Regions from separate parts of the Mus musculus genome. Here region 2 is linked to region 1. The links are chromatin contacts, called in public Hi-C maps. All regions are on one chromosome and are shown on one strand. Each heading gives the region's core, a stretch centred on a gene start, on an enhancer-like site or on the middle of the called end of the contact. The rest is flanking DNA. Distances are from core to core; before and after follow the strand shown.

The links. Hi-C and Micro-C count contacts between places; a contact is called where the count stands out from the background.
Region 2: a Hi-C map of cerebellar granule neurons shows a contact between it and region 1, with 2.7 times the contacts expected there. The contact joins two enhancer-like sites. A contact is called at or near these places in 9 of 484 Hi-C or Micro-C datasets (the N1E-115 cell line, brain, cerebellar granule neurons and 3 more) and 1 of 115 datasets of contacts at active chromatin or transcription factors (fibro-adipogenic progenitors).

What each region holds. Positions count from the first base shown.
Region 1 is chr8:114,772,054-114,775,310 of GRCm38.p6, forward strand. The region is part of intron 8 of Wwox (WW domain-containing oxidoreductase); the gene reads left to right. Among named protein-coding and RNA genes, the nearest start is that of Gm16118, 66 kb to the left of the region's middle. Within about 2 kb of position 1,633, at least 62 of the 459 cell types and tissues checked have an H3K27ac peak or open chromatin away from gene starts, as enhancers often do. A contact at or near this core is called in cerebellar granule neurons and cerebellum, where this site is marked.
Region 2 is chr8:114,598,745-114,601,966 of GRCm38.p6, forward strand. All of the region lies in intron 5 of Wwox (WW domain-containing oxidoreductase), which reads left to right. Among named protein-coding and RNA genes, the nearest start is that of Gm16116, 3.7 kb to the left of the region's middle. Within about 2 kb of position 1,582, at least 5 of the 459 cell types and tissues checked have an H3K27ac peak or open chromatin away from gene starts, as enhancers often do. A contact at or near this core is called in cerebellar granule neurons and cerebellum, where this site is marked.

The sequences.
Region 1 (3,257 bases), core at 383-2,882:
GGGAAACTGAAATAAAATGTATCTCTAGGTTGTATTTGGAAATAGCTCTTTGGGGGGGGGGGGAGGGAGTTTTAAAACAGTGAACAGCAAGGTTGCTTTTATTTTTTTCCAGAAAAATTCTTTCAGAGAGTGTTCTCTAAAACCCACACATGTACACTGAATTATTTTATGACCTAATGTTTATTAGCGAGATCCATGTCTTGAAACGCATATGTCTTCCTGGAATTTTTGGAAAGTATTCACAAACATCTTCTGGTATTTTTTTTTTCATGCCTCTTTACCCAGCTCCCTTTCCTGGCTCTAATGCAAAGTGCTTTGCTGATGAACTGCCTTTAACAGGCCCAGAGAGCTGGGCCATTCCAGAAAACAGAATTGTGTGGACTGTGTTTCAGTAATACTATCATTTTCCCCCCTTCCTTGGACACTCAGAATTTATGAACTATGACCCAGTTTATCCTGAGAAGCTCTCTGTGGATCCAGGAGGGTGGAAGAATGGATGCCGGTCTCCAGACAGCAAATATAAGGCCCTTCACAGGGCCTTTTGCCTTGTCCCAGATGTGTAAAGCTCCTGTCACCCTATTGGAAGGCTGGATCCAGCCCATTAGCTCCACCCCCACCCCTCACCCCTACCCTGTCACAGGCAGTGCTGGGGTATTGACTTTCCTAGAACATTTCAACTTGAGTTCTTAAGCCCAGCAGTTTATAAACCAAACACACATTAATTAATATGAATAATGACTTGGAAGAGTCACAGGCCCCCAGAAGAAGAATGTATAAATGGACATATTTGCACATATGCTTTTGTGTCCAAAAGGAGATAAATGGTGTGTTGAACACAATCCCGTCTCCTCCGTGAAGGGCTATTATTGTCCCCGTTTTTTTTTTTTTTTTTTTTTTTTTTTTCCGACTCCCCCAAGTACAATAGGCCAGGCACATTTCACACAAGGCAGCTTCCCGCCCCAATCTCCAGAACTTCAAAGTTAAAAGATCTTTAAAAATAAATAAATAAATAACCAACACAGGTCTTATTTTTGAAAGCTCTGGATTGTAAATGAAGTCTAATTATCTACCTTCCCCGTGGCTGGAGGGAGGAGGCAGACAGAATATTCTGCCCTTCTCTTTGTATTATTTCCTTCTAAATGAACACACTTGCCAAGTGTTCAAGGCGACTTCTGCCACTACTGCACCTTATCTAAGTAGCCTGCTTTCTAGAAGGAAGGCAGGCAGCATCCTGCCAGGCAGACCCTTGTCCAGTGACTTTCCTATCAGCCCTGTTCTGGATAAGAGCAGCATAAATAAGCTCACACACACACACACACACACACATACACACACACACACACACACACACACACACACACACACACACACACACACTCCTTTCCCTGGAAAATCATCTTCTCTTTTTAAGGATCTGGGATGGGGGGTTTAGCTCAGAAGCCAGTGAATGTGAGCATTAATATCCAAGCCCAGAGAATCACTGCCTGACAGTGTTGCCTGACAGTGGCTTGCCTAAAAAGAGCAGGCTTCTTTCTCATTCCTGCCTAGGGAAGTTGGCGGGTCCTGCGGTCAGCAACACCCTCCTTCCCAGTCCTGGACGTGCCTTCCAGATCTTGCTAGCACACACACACAGCATGTAGACTGAAGGCTGGAAGGCGCCCCAAACATTTGGCCAGGAAGAGGCAAACAATTCCAGCTGGCCCACGTGCTGCGCTTTAAAAATTACCCAGATGAACTGATTTTGTAAAGAGCGGGTGGAGGGGACTCCAGGGCTGGGGGGGGGGTGTGGAGGGGACTCCAGGGCTCTGGGGGGTGTGGGGGGGTGTGGGGGATCAGGGTGCCGATTCAGCCTCTACTTAGTCACAAGCAAGTCATGATTCTGAGACAGGCAAGGGTTGGCTCTGCAGAGCACATTGCCTTGGCTGAATGCAAGAGACAAGAGATGATCTGGTAGGAAGGTTTACCACCTTGGCCTGGCCCCTTCCAGACCCCTCACACCACAGGGTCTGCTTGAGGATGACGTTGGTTTGCCAAAGAGGTATGTCTTCGCCAACAGCTGCCTCCCAGAGCCAGAAACAAGAGGTTTCGAGTTTGGGTGGGGGGGGGGGGGGCAGGGCTTCTGTGGACGTGAAAAGGCTGCCTCAGAACTGTAAGGCATCTCTCCAAATGTGCTTGGACTCCCTGCTCTCTCGTTCCCCCACGGACGACTGACAGGCCGCATTCTCTTGGCCCCATGCCCAAGTGAGTTCTTGGCACACATCAACATTGTACATCGCTTTTGCTTCAGAGAAAAGTCGGCTCGGTGACTTAGCCGCTCTGTCGAGCCGGAAGTCTCGCTCCTGTGCTCCTAAAATTTCATATTAACCTGAGAAAGAGAAGAAGAAAAAAATGAAAGGGAATCTTTCACTCTTTTTTTATTTTACTCTGTCCAGTCCTCAGAGGTGGGCGCTCAGAATCTCCCCAGTCCTACCCACCTACTGGAATACCCTGTGACCGGCAAGGGACCGTGTGTCTCACTGCCACACCTGTCCAGTTCCAGCAATGTCACGTTCACCAGCTGGCTCCTGTTAGAAGGTTGAAGCTGATTAATTATAACTTACCAGAGGCCTGTTCTACAGTAAGACTCGGGCCCTGTCTGTTCTGTACCACTGTGGAACACACAGGAGAAGCAAGATTCTTCTAACGAAGACAAGGTGATCTCAGATGAAGAGGTCAGCCCAGATAGCATTGCTTGCTACCTGTCCACCCAACCATGAGCAAATGTGTAGGCTGGACCAGCCCGTGTTCTGATAGAAGAGAACACTAGCGATTTCTCTGTGTGCTGCTCTGTTTAAAGGAACAAGTAACGGTAATAATATCTGAATATAAATTAATTTTGAAAGGATTGGGGAGGTGGCTCAGCAGGTAAATTGTTTGCTGAATAAGCATGAGAACCTGAGGTCAGATCTCCAGAACCCACTTAAGAAGGCTGAGCACTTGGCTCCAGCTGAGGAAACCTAGGTAGAGATAGAGACAGATCCTAGGGTCCCTGGCAGCCAACTGAGCTGAAATGGCGCATACTGAATCAAAGGGGTAGGGGAAGGCATGTATAGAGAGTAGTAGAGGAAGACATCTAATGTTGACTCTGTGGGGAATTGGTGTGAACATCACGTGCACACGCATACATATACACACTACAAATGCACACAAATATAAAACCGTACTGAAGAAAAAGCAAAGACGGGAGAGGTGGCTCAGCATCAAGAGTGCTCATTGCT
Region 2 (3,222 bases), core at 332-2,831, 170 kb before region 1:
CCAAAAGAAAACAAAACATGAATCCTCATATTTGCCACATGTATACTATGTACCCATTAATAAAATAATAATGAAGTCTTATCAAAAGTCATTTGCAGGTGCTGGAGGGAGACATCAGAAGGTAAAAATGTTTGCCGTACAAGCGTTAAGACGTGAGTTCGATCCCAGAACTCACATAAAAAGTTCTGGGGGAGAGATGGCATGCGTTTGTAATTCCAGAGCTGGAGAGCTGGAAATGGAAAAATCCCTTGGGCTCCCCACTCAGGCAAGTCTAGCCTCACTAGTGAGCTCCTGGCCAGTGAGAAATCCTATATTAACAGAGGCAGATGGATTCCTGAGGATGACGCAGGACATTGTCCCTTACCTCTCCCCACACACGAGTGAGTACACAAGTGTTCTCGCGTGCACTGGACCAGACACTCACATTTGTAGTAAAACAAAAGACAAGGCCCTCCACATGGTTTCCTGGCACACGTTTAAATGTGGGAGTCACTGTAGAGAAAAGTCAGCCTGTAACTTGAGTTACTAAGCTTTGCTCTAATATGTTTTTTTTCCTTCATTGGTTGCAAATGCGATCCAGTCCTCAGTCTTACAAACACGTATAATTCTGTTGAAGTTAGTATTCTGCTTATTTTCTCAAGGTGGTGTTTATTGGAATTTTAAACCCAGCCTCCTGGGCTAACTCTTTAAAGAGTGTGGAATTAACCCTCCTGAGTGAAGAATGCTGGGAAGACAAGGTCACAACTGTCCACCCCGGCTGGGGGTTCCACAGAAAGGGGACAGGTTTGGAGAGAGACAAAGGACCACTGCTCCTGCTGGCCTACAGACCCCAGCCCGGGGCCCATCAGTCCTCCACGAGGGAAGGACTGTTACCTCAGTGACATATTAACGGTCACTCTTTGAAGTGGATCTGACTGCCCCAGTTCACAGTCTAAATACCACGGGGAAAGGGTCACATTCACGCTGTGTCCGCACCTTGCGTTAGTAGGTGAGGACAGTCCTAACACACTCCAGGACACCTGTTTTGATGGGGCAGCCCTAAAACCGTAATCTGCCCAGATGTGCAGCAGTCTCCAGGCGTAACTAGCTGAGGACGGGGTGTCCTGCTTACTTTAAGAGCTCCCTCCATTGCCTGCTTTGTCAGGGCTGTCCTGTTCCTCACCCCACTGAGTCCTTTAAGATCAGTGTTTTCAAATCAAAGAAGCTTTTCTGTCTCCCAGGATAGTGTCTTGTAAAGCCAATCTCTTTATTACTTCCCCAGTTTAAGCCTTTATTACTTGCGATCCAAAGCCTGCTAGTGAATTATGCATTTCAGAGCTCCGGGTATCTTCTCAGCCCACTCTTCCTCTACCTTTTGGGGGGTCCAAAATAAAAACACAAACCCACCTCACGGTGAGCTTGAGGTGGGCGCCTTTCCATCCACAGCATTAATCCTTTTTTTTTTTTAAATCTGCTAACGGAAATATTTCCATTCCTCTCATTAATCAATTGAGATTTTCATTCCCTTGTTTTGTAAAAGCTGTTACAATAAATACTTTTTTTTTTTCACAAGGCGAAAATCCAAGAGATGGATGCAGCCAGCGTAATTAATTGCACCCGGTTACAGGAGATCAGCAAGTTTGTGAGATTCGCATGCTGCTCTGCCATATGGTTGCCCAGTAGGCGAAAAATTTGATTAATGTTTTGAAGTGGATTTTTTTCAGCAAATATTACGGCCCCAGATGAGGTGTTTTCCCCCCTCCTTCTCACTTTCTAGTATTGTTAGACTTAGCGGAAGGAACCGATCCTCTGATTTAAAAGCGTAATAACATTGTGATTCACCGAAACCTTAACAGGCAATCAAACTGACAGTCCTTCTGTCTCTCGTGAATACAGAAAAATAGTCCATTATGTCTTTGTTTGGTAATTAAGTGAAATGTGAGCATTGCCTTCTAGAACTTGATTCTTCCCCCAAATGAAATAATACACGCATTTCCGGCATGATTTATAAGTTGCGTATTTGCAAGGACTTTTAAAACTAAAAGCAAACAACAGAAGATAATAAAAAATAAAAATAGACCAGGGAAAAATGCCACCAATGAAACCATCCTGTTATTATTCGGTAGCTATCAAAGGAAAGCCAAATTTACCTGCAGTTGGCTGCCCTAAAGTATGTTACTTTCATGAGCGCTTCTGTTCTTATTTACTTATTTATTTATTTTTATTATGTTTGAAACTAGGACGGCCACGTATATCACTGGTCCATTTCACTACCAGGTTCCTGAACTCCATCACTTCCACATGGGGGTCATGCTCTGAGTTTTCTCCTGAGTGAGAACAAGGATTGATCCTTTATAATGCAATAGGACAGGATGTGGCCATCTGACTTTGGCATCCATTCAAAAAGGAGAAGGAGGAAGAGGAGGGAGGAGGAGAAGGAGGAAGAAGAAAAGAAAGAAAGGAAGAAAGAAAGAAGAAAGAAAAAGAATAGAGAGAAAGAAAGAGAGAGAAAGTGAGAGAAAAACATGCAATTTTAAAAACTATGTGGACTGGCTGGGAGTTCTTTAAATAAAATCAAACATGTCTCCACATGTTTGAGTGAGACTTGATGTCCCAGACTTCTCTGCTGGGGTTGTCAACGTTTCTCCTCTTCAAGGGTTTTCCTTTGCTTCTTGAAACAGTGTCTTACTCTGCATCCCCTGCTTACTTGAACTCACAGCAATTCCCCTGCTTCAGCCTCCAGAGCGCTGTGATCACAGGTGTCTTTAACTGGTTAAGCCCTGACTGTTGAGCTACCATCCAGCCTAAAGTCCCTGCCAGGGTCAGAGTCTGGATCTCTGACCTCTGACCAGGTGTGAGCCCATTTCTGAGTCTTTGAAGTCAAGCAGAAGTCTCCATCTTCTGTATCCACAAAGCACTGTAACTCCTTCTATCCCTCTGCCCTTTAGAGAGGCTGTTCACAGGGCACCTCTGTTGGACACAGTAGCAGTCTGCTGTCCCCCTGCAGGCATCCCTGGGCTCTTCACTCAGATGACCGTTTTTCCATTTAGTAACAGTAGCAATTTAAAGACTCTGAAGGTGCCTCCCTTCTCATGGCCTGCCAAGACACCGGAGCAGTCACAGGGGCAAGGACAGGACCACTTAAAATCCCCCCACAACACCCAGCTTTTGAAACTAGCTGAATCAAACCTTCAGGCAAAAAGGCTTCTTTTGGCATATATATATAGATACAGATAGATAGAT